Linked DNA regions of Oncorhynchus mykiss: region 2 is linked to region 1. The links are chromatin contacts, called in public Hi-C maps. All regions are on one chromosome and are shown on one strand. Each heading gives the region's core, a stretch centred on a gene start, on an enhancer-like site or on the middle of the called end of the contact. The rest is flanking DNA. Distances are from core to core; before and after follow the strand shown. Region 1 holds the start of LOC110520417 (ganglioside-induced differentiation-associated protein 2). Region 2 holds the start of LOC110520419 (mannosyl-oligosaccharide 1,2-alpha-mannosidase IB).

Region 1 (6,838 bases), core at 2,015-4,514:
AATCTCTGGTCAGGAGAATATTTCACACATGCAACACATCCTCATCCAGCTGCAGTGTACGCATGCGTTTCATCGTCAGCCTCCTGCAACACACACACACAAACTCCAGTCAAGGGCTCACTCCATAGAAGCTCACCTGAATAACACCATGCAGCCTGGGATCACTAGTACCTGCCTGGACAACAGAACTTCTTTGCCTCTAGTATAAAACAGCATTACTGTGTTATTGACAGTATGTGAAACAGAAGGAATACATCTTGGCTTACTTCTGTGCAGCCTCTCCATCCTTAATCAGCTGAAACTCTGACGTCACTATCCCCTCTGAGGAAATAACATAATAGTCAAATAAACAGTCAGAGCAAATGGGAAGGATTGTATTGTATGGGGGCAATCCCACGGTAAAGGAGTGATATTGAGACTTTAAAATGTATGTCAAACAAAGTGCAGATGCAAAGTTTGGTAATGTCATTTTGCTACCAAACTTTGCATCTGCATACTGTTCTTCAAGTAAATTTGCTTTTGTAAAAAAAATATGTGGAAATTGTTCAAAGTAATCATTGTGCATAGAGTTGTATGGTTTGTTTAACTTTTAAAACATTGGTTTTTGTTTGACATACTGTAGATTTTAAAGTGAGTCTCAGCATCACTCTGTAAACGTGGACTTGTCCATGGGCTTTTATCTACAGATAAGGGAAACTTTGGAGTTGTAATGGAGATTGGCACTTTAGAGGATGAGATCCATGAACACTCTACATGTATTGTGGATGATGTTGAACATGGACAGGTAGATCCTGACAGACAGACAGTACCTGATCAGGAGACGGACAGATGGTCCACAGAGCTCCGTTATGGGCATTGACAGTCTCCAGGAGGGTTCCTGATGCCAAGTCAAAGATCTGAATCTTACCACTCTGACAGGAGAGGAGAGAGACAGACTTGGTTAGCCCATAGACATTACATCATTGTATCTGTCCCACTATGGCGTCTGTGAGAGCATGGGCAGCGCCAACATGGCAAAAGTCCTCAATGGCACTGCTCATAATAAAACAGACTAGACTAGAGTCCTCTCTCGGTAAGCCTGAGTTCCACACAATAGTCCAATACTGGATAATACACATCTGCAGAAGTTTGGTGTATGTTAGTGTGTGCATGCATGTGTGTTACCTTGGTTCCTAGGATCATCTGCATTTCTCCAGGGACGAACAGGGAGCAGAGGGCATACTCACACGCCATGGTGCGAATCACCTGCAGGGTAGACCTGTGACAGAGAGGAACTTGGAACTTGTTACGACACCCATTCAGAATGAAGAAAACTTCTTATAATATGTGTCTAGGTGTCATAATATATGTAAACTTTTAAAGATGCTGGAAAGCCTAAAGCTTTAATTAACTAGATTTAACTTATACAGTGAAACCCCATGGTCAGGTCAATCCTAGCGCTGTGTGACCTGATGTTTCTACCTGTTCCAGACTTTGACAGTGTCCCCGGAGAGGCGGAAGGGACAGCAATGTTGTCTGAGCTGAAGGCCAATGTGCGGGCACCCTGGTCTCCCAGGGCGAGCCTGGAGATCTTAGTGCCCGTGGGGTTCTTATCAGACGTCTTGAGGCTGTAAGGCTCCACTGTGTTGTTCTGGAGCAGCATGGCTACCTTCAACTCCCCACCCGCAAACAGCAGGCAGTCCACCCATCTAGGATATAAAGTGACACAAAATGTTGGTTGGTTGATTGAGTGTGTGAGAGTATGCATTCGTGTGTGTGTGTGTGTGTGTGTGTACCTAATCTTGGCAGAGGCCTTGATGTTGGTCAGTCTCACAATCTCATAAGCCAGTTTCCTCTTCACCACAGGCTCTGGGGCTTCCTACTCCTCTGCACCCTGCACATCCCTACACGAGGGGGCAGCAGCACCTCATCTTTATATATTCACAAATGTAATCATCATAACTGTATATATAAACATTTGAAGTATTTAGTTTCATTGGAATTAGATTCCACACATGTTTGACGAATGTCCCAACTTGAACTACATCTGCAGACTGGTTTTTGCCATGGCTGTAGTGACAGCGTGATCTCTACTCTGTCTGCGACTTACCTGGCCTTCTTCTTGGCTCTCTTCAGCTTCTTGGCCATCACCCTCTCCACCTCGTCCTGGCAGCACACTGAACACCTCCAGCACCGCGTCAGAGCCCTGACGAAAGAGAGGGATGGGGAAAAGTAGGAAAGATCAGAGAAGAGAAAAATACACATCATGTTAGCGATCCGAGAAATGTATGACAATAAACCAAACACCGACCTCTATTGGACACTGTACTTATATCATTTCACCTAATTGGTAGTTTAGCAGGTAGAGTAGGGAACAATGAAACATTCAGGGACGTGAGGGTAATGAGGTCGAATACTGCTGAAGGCACTCTATTTAAAATAAATGTATGTGAAACCACACTTTCTGCACTGTTGTTCAAATAAATCGTTTTATTTAGTATAGTATCGCTTATGTCTTAAGCATCCGAAATAATGCCATAGATTCGGTTTTAGAAAAATAGTAATCCTGAAAGCAAAACATGGAAGCATTATGTAAACCTGCTGGTGTTCCAACTGGCCCTACTAAAGTCAACGATTTACCGCTGAGCCACGGAGTTTTGATGAAAACAGTAAAGAGAAAACATGTATATTTGATAATCATACGCTGCTGTTTATTGTTGACCAGCATATATCCCTAATGTGCACTGTGAACCGATAATGAAGCTCTAAGGAATTCACCGTTTTTTAGCAGAATTTTGTGAAAGCTCTGAAGCCTTCAGGAAGCTTAACCCTAACCTTAAATTAAGACCAAAAAGCTTATTTTTGTTTTCATTCATTTTTACGATATAACAATATATATTTTGGGGGGGGGGGGGGGGGGGGCTATGGTAACTAGTGGAAACCCGTTTTCTGTCTTCTGGGCACACGAGGAAGACCTTACTAATCAAACACATATGTAGTCGAACACAAACTATAAAACAGATATTTTTTTTTAAATACAGAAACACATAAACACAGAGAGGCAGAAAATACGTATATTTTAAATATGTTGTTATGATTATTGTACTTATAATCTTGTTCAATTGCAATTGAATTATCGATCAGTCACAGTAACTAGTTTTTGGATTTATTACATTAGTCTGTTTTATGGGGTTGCTTCTTGTGTTGTTGTTTATTTTATTACAAAATATCTCTGCTCTATGCCATATATTTGACCGTATATCTAAATGCATACATTTACCTACAATATAGAAAATGCTCTCGAGGATTTACTTACCGATAGCTGCAATTCTAATAGGTCCTCTGAATGCTGTACTATGCGTTTTACACAAATATTGGGATTTATTGTACATCCCTGGGCATTATTCCGGAAGGGATTGTTATGCGTGTTTGGGTTCTTTGTAGTGAATCAGCTGATCAGGTACTCGCCTAACTATAGTAAACGTGACTGTGCGATGGGAATTGGCTTGATCAAATCAAGTTTTGCCATGTTTGTGATCATAACAAAATCATGAAGACTCCCTGCATTCGATGCTTTTTGTAATTCAGTCCTGCTCGGAGTAGACAACATATTCGTGGACGAAGGAAAACGGGTAGGTGTAAATGTTTCTTCTGATTACCTAACGTTAGCTAGATAAATACATATTTGATTTCCTTCCCTTTTTCGACCTGCTACTATTTGCTGCCGTGCTAGCAGGTTATTTGCGAATCAAAGTAAAACGAAAGCAAACGCTGCACTGGTAATGTATGTGATGGTCAGCTGAGCTCGAACTCCATGGTTGGTGATGACGACACATTTTATGTTCTCATTTGATGTTTTTCCCATAAATAGGGCCTATTTAACCGTTCAAATGGTAATAACATAATATGAGTAATGTCACAAGCTAAAACACTAGGAAATGTTTGACCATGCTTCAGTAAACACAAATGTATACTTTTTTTTTCAAGTTATGAAAATTAGCTAGTATATATTTTGTCTTCATTCTGCATTTCATCGAGTCCTTATGGTCCATTCAAATTCCCTGTCTGTTTAGGTGCACTAATGTAACAGTAATGAGTCGGACCTAGTCAGACCTTGCTTGCCATATTCACCCAATTTGATCTAACTGCCACCTAACCTCCCAAAAATGCAATCAGAATATTTCAAACATAATAAAATGTCTACTGACAAATTTGGCTTCTGCTATTTAGGTGATAGGCTTTATTTGGCAGGTTGTAGACTAGAAGTTACAGAAGTCCTGCAACCGGTTAATTTATTACTGTCTAGAACTACACTAAACAAAAATGTAAACGCAACACGTAAAGTGTTGGTTCCATGAGCTGAAATAAAAGATCCAGCAACTTAGCACAGCCATTAAAGAGGAGTGGGACAACATTCCACAGGCCACAATCAACAGCCTGATAAAGCACGGCATGAGGCAAATGGTGATCACATCAGATACTGACTGGTCTTCTGATACACGCCTAGGGTAGCAAATGTTCAGAAGCTTTCCAGTAAATTAAGTTACGCCCTGGAATTTGGGGAATTTAGCTTAAATTCATTTTAACATTTTTTAGCTTATAACAGTTAACCTTTTTTGTGGGATACATGTAAGGCAATTCTAGGGCTTGTGGCATATTTTGGTTAACTATCCCCAACTCAATAGAATTGCAAACCTCTGCATGCACAGTGCATTCTTCCATCACATGTGCAGTGCACTCTCATCACATGTACAGCTGATTCTGAAGATCTTGCACTCTAATGAGATGCTATTGAGCCCACACTACAAGAGCACAGTCACAAGGGACAACAGACACACCGGTCTCTACATTTTCAGAAAAGCTGAAGGCAGTCATCAATGACCTTGGACCACAGAAGGTATTTGCACTGGTGACAGACAATGCTGCGAACATGAAGTCTGCTTGGTCTAAAGTGGAGGGGTCCTACACTCACATCACACCCATTTGCTGTGCTGCTCATGCATTGAATCTGCTTCTCAATGCCATCATGGCACTGAACAATTGGTTGGATACACTCTACAAGAGAGCCAAGGAAATGGTTAGGTTTGTGAAGGGTCATCAAGTTATAGCAGCAATCTACCTCACCAAGCAAAGTGAGAAGAATAAGAGCACCACATTGAAGCTGCCCAGCAACACCTGTTGGGGTGGTGATGTCATCATGTCTGACAGTCTCCTGGAGGGGAAGGAGTCTCTCCAAGAAATGGCCATATCACAGTCTGCCGATATGGACAGCCCCATCAAGAGGATCTTCCTGGATGATGTATTTTGGGAGAGAGTGGTAAGCAGCCTGAAACCCCTGAAACCTATAGCAGTAGCCATTGCACGGATTGAGGGAGACGATGCCATCCTGTCTGATGTTCAGACTCTGCTTGCAGATGTAAGAGAATAAATCCGTACTGCCCTGCCAACTTCACTGTTGCTCCAAGCAGTTCTGAAATGCATCAAAAAGCGTGAAGACTTCTGCCTGAAGCCCATACATGCCGCAGCGTACATGTTGGACGCCAAGTATGCTGGCAAGAGCATCCTGTCTGGTGCAAGGAACAAGGCCCATGGTATCATCATTACCGTGTCTCGCCACCTTGGCCTGGATGAGAGTAAGGTTCTTGGCAGTCTGGCGAAGTACACTTCCAAGCAAGGACTTTGGGGTGGAGATACAATATGACAGTCATGCCAACATATCTTATCAGCCACCTGGTGGAAGGGACTTAGTGGATCTGAGAATCTTTCCCCTGTTGCCTACATCATCCTTCAAATCCCACCAACATCAGCCGCCTCAGAGCACAGCTGGTCCTCGTTTGGGAACACACACACCAAAACACAACAGGCTGACCAATACAAGGGTTGACAAATTGGTGGCCATCTGGGCAAATTTGAGGCTTTAAAAGCCTGACAAGCCATCCTTAACAAGGTTGGAAAGTGACAGTGAAGATGAGGCCTCAGTCTGATGTTCAAGAGGTGGACATTGAAGAGGTCCAGGGAGAAGACATGGAAGCCTGAGAGGAAGACAACCAATTTCAATTTGAAACTAAATCGTTTTATTTATTTATTTTGGAAGGATTTAATCATTTGCAATTATGTCTACTTAGAAACATAAACCGTTTACCTTATGTCTCCATATGATATGGTAAATATATCCAATGCAAAAAACATTTACATTTAAATGGTATTAATATTAATTCCGATATATTCCTATGGAAAGTTTCCACCTCTGAATGTTCCCCAAAATGTGCAACCCTATCCACTCCCCTACTTCTGTGACCAACAGACGCATAACTGTATTCCAAGTCATGTGAAATCCATAGATTAGAGCCTGATGAATTTATTGAAATAAACTGATTTCCTTATATGAACTGTAACTCAGTGAAATCTTTGAAAATGTTGCATTTTATTTTTGTTCAGTGTAATTTTAATCTGTCAGAACAAAGCCTTTCTTTGATTGTTTTAAAATGCTTTTGCTCTACAAAATGGGTTGTTATTTCTACTTTTAACCTACTGGATGATGAACACTGAAACCACCAGACCATTTGTAAACACAAATGTATTCACCACTTGTGACTGTCTCCTGGTCCTTGTCATAACTGTTCCTATTTGGCTCCTGGACAATGCACACTGATATATGCACTTTATGTATTTCTCTGGCTTTGTTTACAGTGGGGAGCATTGAGGTGTAGGCCAGCGAAGTGCAGGAATGGATCCTCTGGGAGCACGCTCTCAGTTTGTGGAGGTACAGACTCTGTCCACCTGGGAGCGGCAGCCAGACTCTGAGGGAGAAGAGACAGAGAAGGAGTATACCGACAGCCTGGTCAGCCAGGAGGCCTTC
Region 2 (6,838 bases), core at 2,248-4,747, 190 kb after region 1:
CAGGTCTCTGACCTCCTCCCTATAGGCTGTCTCATCGTTGTCGGTGATCAGGCCTACCACTGTTGTGTCGTCAGCAATCTTAATGATGGTGTTGGAGTCATGTTTGGCCACACAGTCGTGGGTGAACAGGGAGTACAGGAGGGGACTAAGCACAGCCCTGAGGGGCCCCAGTGTTGAGGATCAGCGTAGCAGACGCGTTGTTTCCTAACCTTACCACCGGGGGTGGCCCGTCAGGAAGTCCAGGATCCAGTTGCAGAGGGAGGTGTTTAATCCCAGGGTCCTTAGCGATGAGCTTTGTGGGCACTATGGTGTTGAACTCTGAGCTGCAGTCAAAGAACAGCATTCTCACATAGGTGTTCCTTTTGTCCAGGTGGGAAAGGGTAGTGTACAGTAGAGTGCGACTGAGATTGCGTCATCAGTGGATCTGTTGGGGCGGTATGCGAATTGGAGAGGGTCTAGGGTATCCGGGAGGATGCTGTTGAGAGCCATGACCAGTCTTTCAAAGCACTTCATGGCTACCAACGTGAGTGCTACGGGGCAGTAGTCATTTAGGCAGCTACCACATGTTCTTGTCAAATTCAGAGTAGCTGGCAAGCAATGAGATATGCCAAATAATCTAAAAACGACTTGGTCAAATAAATCTAATTTGACCTTTCAGACAAGTCGCATGGACAGTAATCAGATTTGTATCGGATTTCAAACCACCTTCATAGAGGGTTTGAAATGTGCATTGAAACTTCCGATTCCATGTGCTTTTTGACTGTTCAGACGGCATGAAAAATAACATATTCGAATACGCAAAAAAATACGATTGGAGTCGCTTTAAACTGCCTGTGCAAACAAGGTTGAGAGTAACCCAGATGCATAAAGGCTACAGGAGTTCTTATTGTGTTGGTTTCAGTGGCCATCCCTCACCCCTAGGTATGAAATGCAGAAGACACATTTCAGTTGAATACATTCAGTTATTCAACTCACTAGGTATCTCCCTTTCCTGTCCCACCTGGCTTTTTAGAGTCATGTGACTGTACTCTGGTAGCTCTTGAATAAGATCTGTGGACAAAAAAAAATTGATGGAGATACGAACCAGACAGACAGTGTTATTTTATGTAAATGCTACTGATGTCCCAATAAGCGGTTGAGTTCTACGTAGATGATTTCTCTGCTCCTCTTTCTTCAAAGCCGTCATAGGGCGGCGCACAATTGGCCCAGGTCCGGGTTTGGCCATCAATGCAAATAAGAATTTGTTCTTAACTGATGTGCCTCGTTAAATAAAGGTTACATTTAAAAAATGTGTTTAAATAAAAGCAGTGTCTAATAAATGTAGCCTAGTTGGAGTTGCTTTAGAGATTGCACTTTTGTAATGCATTTTAATTCACACTGACATGTGTAAAGTTTAGGGAGCAACAGGTGAGCAGCCCTCAGCATCTCTTACCTGTGTCTGTGTTCATCATGGTCCCCCTGTCCATGTATGACCACCTGTCCACCAGGATGCTTAGCCCCCTTGGGCGCCTCGATGTGCGGAATCAGCACGTCCTCCAAGCCCAGGTCGAAGCGCTTGTGTTTTGAGTTGTCCGGGAGGAAGAAGAAAGCTCCAAAGCATAAAGTGATGAAGGCACTGAGGATGAGGAGCAGGATAAACTTCTCTGAGAGCCTCAGGGTGGCCCTGTGGTGTGGGAAAGAGGCGGCGCCGGGTGACAGGGTGGGTATCCTGCGGCCCGACAGTGGCAGTAGAGCTGGTGTGGTCATGTTGGATTGTGGAAATTAACTCAGGGTGGAGATACAGACCAGACAGACAGTGTTATAAATGTCACAGCTGTATTATCTGCTGCTGTATTATCTCATTGTGGCGGCAAGTACGTGTCCAGAAATCAAGTGTCGTGGTCCCTCAGTGAAGTGACTGGTCACCAGTAAATGTATGGGTTTTATTCTGAAATTGAAGGAGAGAGTAATGAGGAAATAGCAGGTAGCTAGCTACATTACTCCGATATTATCGTATGGTTGGATTAGCCTGAAAACTGCCTGTCTTACAGTCAGACAAATAGCATAAAAAAGGTCACACTCAAAATACACTGGAGGCTTTTAAAAGTCATTACATTTACGAAAACATAAGCACATGCTTCTGACTAGGGTGAAATGTACTATATTTATTAAGTACACAATCTTATTTTGTCCATAAGGACAAGTCATCCAGAACGCACAGTGCATTGAAAGCACTTTCCAAGGAGTGTCGGCAAATAAATGTGTCAAACCGGTTTGAAAAGGGAAAGATATTTCTAGGTATGCAGGCTAGCAGATGTTACATAAAATTGCGCTACGTAGATAACAGAAACACCTGCGTGAGCGCGTGATACCATCACACACTACGCCAACAATGCACATCACCACCACCATTCAGTGATACCTAGTGTACTAAACTCCACTTCTTCACCGTGGAGTTATCATATAACAAATGTAGTGCGAGACGACACATTTAAAAAAAAATAATACAAAAAATGTTACTGTAATATACTTCCAAGTAACACTTAAGAATATTTAGTTAATCAGCTTGGAGAAACCAATCTTACCGTGCAAATCCTTTTGTCATTCTGATCCATGTTGTTTGGTTGAGATCCGAACGCTAACGTTCTGAACTGGATAACAAAAAAACGAATCAAACCCAACGACACAAAACTATTAATACAGTTAAGCAATTGTTTAATACCTAACTAACTAAATGTTGTAAACTAATTGAGCAGGATACATAGCTTTCAAACAGTGAACATTAACATCGAGCGATTGTCGCATAATCGACAAGAATGAAGCTTTAATGGCTAAATTACCGAGAAATTCCTCCATTTCCATGTCATAAACAAATGCGCAGGTAAAATGTTATGTTGCCGTTAAATTCAACACGTACTGCTAGCTAGTTGAATACTCCCAATATATTTGCTCAGCTTCTTCACTCGGCCCTACGTCTGATTTCGGCGTCTACACAGAATACCAAGTTCATCCGCTGAATTGACAGGCTTGGCTAGCACAGCTAGATGGCTAGCTAGCTAAATTGCTAAAGGAGAAACTGACTATCTACCATTAGCTGATTAAACAAATACATGTGCACCCGCAATAATTGTATTGTAATATTAGCAACTTTTTTTCGGATATGTTGAGGTTTAAAACGACTTGGCCAAAAGACTGCGCCTTTTTCTGTAAAGGCATCTACCTAGCTAGCTACTGTAAGCTAGCTACCGGAGGCGGTCCGTTACGATTGTTTCGCTGCTGCTGCATCACCTCAATAATGCCTTTGAGGAAATCGGTGACAGAAAGGCATCCTAGTCCACAGTTTCCAAATAGCTGCTTTCAGAAATAGGCTCATGTCTTCAGCTAGCTAGTTATGATTGCCTTTAAGAGTTTTGCTTTCCACTTTGCTTCTTTCGTTGTGATTACCTAGCCCTGTCTATGTTCAGGCATGTTGATACTGCTGCAAAGACCGAAAACTCCTCCCCTCATTCTCCAGCCTGGTAAAATTTAGGGAGCGTCTATCAATTTCGAAAGGCTATTTGCAACGTGTTTATCTGTGTAAATTAGCAGTGTTCTGGCTGCGTTTAGACAGGCAGCCCAATTCGGATATTTTTTCACTAATAGGTGTTTTGATAATCAGATCAGATGTGATTGGTCAAAAGAAAGCATTTCACAGGGATGCTGGCCAATGTTGACTTCAATGCTTCACAAAGTTGTGTCAAATTGGCTGGTGGATCATTATTGAGACACACAGAAACTGTTGAGTGTGAAAAAAACAGCAGCGTTGCAGTTCTTGACACAAACCTGGAACTTACATATTTTGTCTTGACCATTCACTCCCTAAATGGCACAAACAAACAATCCATGTTTTTATTTTATTTTTATTTCACCTTTATTTCACCAGGTAGGCAAGTTGAGAACAAGTTCTCATTTACAATTGCGACCTGGCCAAGATAAAGCAAAGCAGTGTGACACAAACAACAACACAGAGTTACACATGGAATTAACAAGCGTACAGTCAATAACACAATAGAAAAAAAAGAAAGTCTATATACAGTGTGTGCAAATGGTGTGAGGAGGTAAGGCAATAAATAGGCCATAGTAGCTAAGTAATTACAATTTAGCAAATTAACACTGGAGTGATAGATGTCCAGATGATCATGTGCAAGTGGAAACACTGGTATGGAAAAGAGCAGAAAAGTCAGTAAAAACAATATGGAGATGAGGTAGGCAGATTGGATGGGCTATTTACAGATGGGCTATTTACAGCTGCAGCGATCGGTTAGCTGCTCAGATAGCTGATGTTAAAAGTTAGTGAGGGAAATATAAGTCTCCAGCTTAAGCGATTTTTGCAATTCGTTCCAGTCATTGGCAGCAGAGAACTGGAGGGAAAGGCGGCCAAAGTAGGCGTTGGCTTTGGGGATGACCAGTGAGATACACCTGCTGGAGCGTGTGCTACGGGTGGGTGTTGTTATCGTGACCAGTGAGCTGAGATAAGGCGGAGCTTTACCTAGCATAGACCTATAGATGACCTGGAGCCTGTGGGTCTGGCAATGAATATGTAGCGAGGGCCAGCCGACCAGAGCATACGGGTCGCAGTGGTGGGTAGTATATGGGGCTTTGGTGACAAAACAGACGGCACTGTGATAGCCTCCAACACTACTCAGCATGCAGTCTATTTTGTAAATGACATCGCCGAAGTCGAGGATCGGTAGGATAGTCAGTTTTACAAGGGTATGTTTGGCGCCGTGAGTGAAGGGGGCTTTGTTGCGAAATAGGAAGCTGATTCTAGATTTAATTTTGGATTGGAGATGTTTAATATGAGTCTGAAAGGAGAGTTTACAGTCTAGCCAGACACCTACAGTGGGGAGAACAAGTATTTGTTACACTGCCGATTTTCCTACATACAAAGCATGTAGAGGTCTGTAATTGTTATCATAGGTACACTTCAACTGTACCTATGATAGGTACAGGATTTTAATCCATGACGGCGTAGTGTGTTACTAATCGTTTTCTTTGAGACTGGTCCCAGCTCTCTTCAGGTCATTGACCAGGTCCTGCCGTGTAGTTCTGGGCTGATCCCTCACCTTCCTCATGATCATTGATGCCCCACAAGGTGAGATCTTGCATGGAGCCCCAGACCGAGGGTGATTGACCGTCATCTTGAACTTCCATTTTCTAATAATTGCGCCAACAGTTGTTGCCTTCTCACCAAGCTGCTTGCCTATTGTCCTGTAGCCCATCCCAGCCTTGTGCACATCTACAATTCTATCCCTGATGTCCTTACACAGCTCTCTGCTCTTGGCCATTGTGGAGATGTTGGAGTCTGTTTGATTGAGTGTGTGGACAGGTGTCTTTTATACAGGTAACAAGTTCAAACAGGTGCAGTTAATACAGGTAATGAGTGGAGAACTGGGGGGGCTTCTTAACGAAAAACTAACAGGTCTGTGAGAGCCAGATTTCTTACTGTTTGGTAGGTGATCAAACTTATGTCATGCAATAAAATGCAAAATAATTACTTAAAAGTCATACAATGTGATTTTCTGGATTATTGTTTTAGATTCAGTCTCTCACAGTTGAAGTGCACCTATGATAAAAAATTAAAGACCTCTACATGCTTTGTAAGTAGGAAAACCTGCAAAATTGGCAGTGTATCAAATACTTGTTCTCCCCACTGTAGGTATTTATAGTTGTCCACATACTCTACATCAGAACCATCCAGGGTAGTGATGCTAGTCTGGCGGTTGGGTGCGGGCAGCGAATGGTTGAAAAGCATGCATTTAGTTTTATTAGCGTTTAAGAGCAGTTGGAGGCCACCGAAGGAGTGTTGTATGGCATTGAAGCTTGTTTGGAGGTTTGTTTACACAGTGTCCAAAGAACGGCCAGAAGTATACAGAATGGTGTCGTCTGCGTAGAGGTGGATCAGGGAATCTTGCGCAGCAAGAGCGACAACGTTGATATCTATGCAGAGAAAAGAGTCGGCCCGAGAATTGAATCCTGTGGTACCCCCCATAGAGACTGCCAGAGGTCCGGACAACAGGACCTCCGATTTCACACTGAACTCTATCTGAGAAGTAGTTGGTGAACCATGCGAGGCAGTCATTTGAGAAACCAAGGCTGTTGAGTCTGCCGATAGGAATACGGTGATTGACAGAGTCGAAAGCCTTGGCCAGGTCGATGAAGATGGGTGCACAGTACTGTATTTTATCGATGGCGGTTATGATATCGTTTAGTACCTTGTGTGTGGCTGAGGTGCACCCGTGACCAGCTCAGAAACCAGATTGCACAGCGGAGAAGGTACGGTGGGATTCGAAATGGTCAGTGATCTGTTTATTAACTTGGCTTTCGAAGACTTTAGAAAGGCAGGGCAAGATGGATATAGGTCTATAACAGTTTGAGTCTAGAGTGTCACCCCCTTTGAAGAGGGGGATGACTGCAGAAGCTTTCCAATCTTTAGGGATCTCGAATGATACGGAAGAGAGGTTGAACAGACTGGTAATAGGGGTTTCAACAATGGCGGCGGATAATTTTAGAAAGAGGGTCCAGATTGTGTAGCCCAGCTGATTTGTACGGGTCCATGTTTGCAGTTCTTTCAGAACATCTGCTATCTGGATTTGGGTGAAGGAGAAGCTGGGGAGGCTTGGGCAAGATGCTGCGGGGGGTGCAGAGCTGTTGGCCGCGGTTGAGGTAGCCAGGAGAAAAGCATGGCCAGCCGTGGAGAAATGCTTATTGAAATTCTCGATTATTGAGGATTTATCAGTGGTGACAGTGTTACCTAGCCTCAGTTCAGCGGGCAGCTGGGAGGAGGTGCTCTTATTCTCCATGGACTTTACAGTGTCCC

Evidence for each region. Hi-C and Micro-C count contacts between places; a contact is called where the count stands out from the background.
Region 2: a Hi-C map of liver shows a contact between it and region 1, with 5 times the contacts expected there. The contact joins the promoter of LOC110520419 here to the promoter of LOC110520417 in region 1. A contact is called at or near these places in 2 of 3 Hi-C or Micro-C datasets (blood and liver).

What each region holds. Positions count from the first base shown.
Region 1 is chr3:65,773,932-65,780,769 of USDA_OmykA_1.1, forward strand. It overlaps LOC110520417 (ganglioside-induced differentiation-associated protein 2), which reads left to right and starts at 3,265. Exons shown (of 14, transcript XM_021597727.2): 1 at 3,265-3,611; 2 at 6,670-6,838. The coding sequence starts at 6,707. It also overlaps the pseudogene LOC110504474.
Region 2 is chr3:65,960,216-65,967,053 of USDA_OmykA_1.1, forward strand. It overlaps LOC110520419 (mannosyl-oligosaccharide 1,2-alpha-mannosidase IB), which reads right to left and starts at 3,498. Exons shown (of 15, transcript XM_021597732.2): 1 at 3,424-3,498; 2 at 2,565-2,630; 3 at 1,433-1,927. The coding sequence starts at 1,746.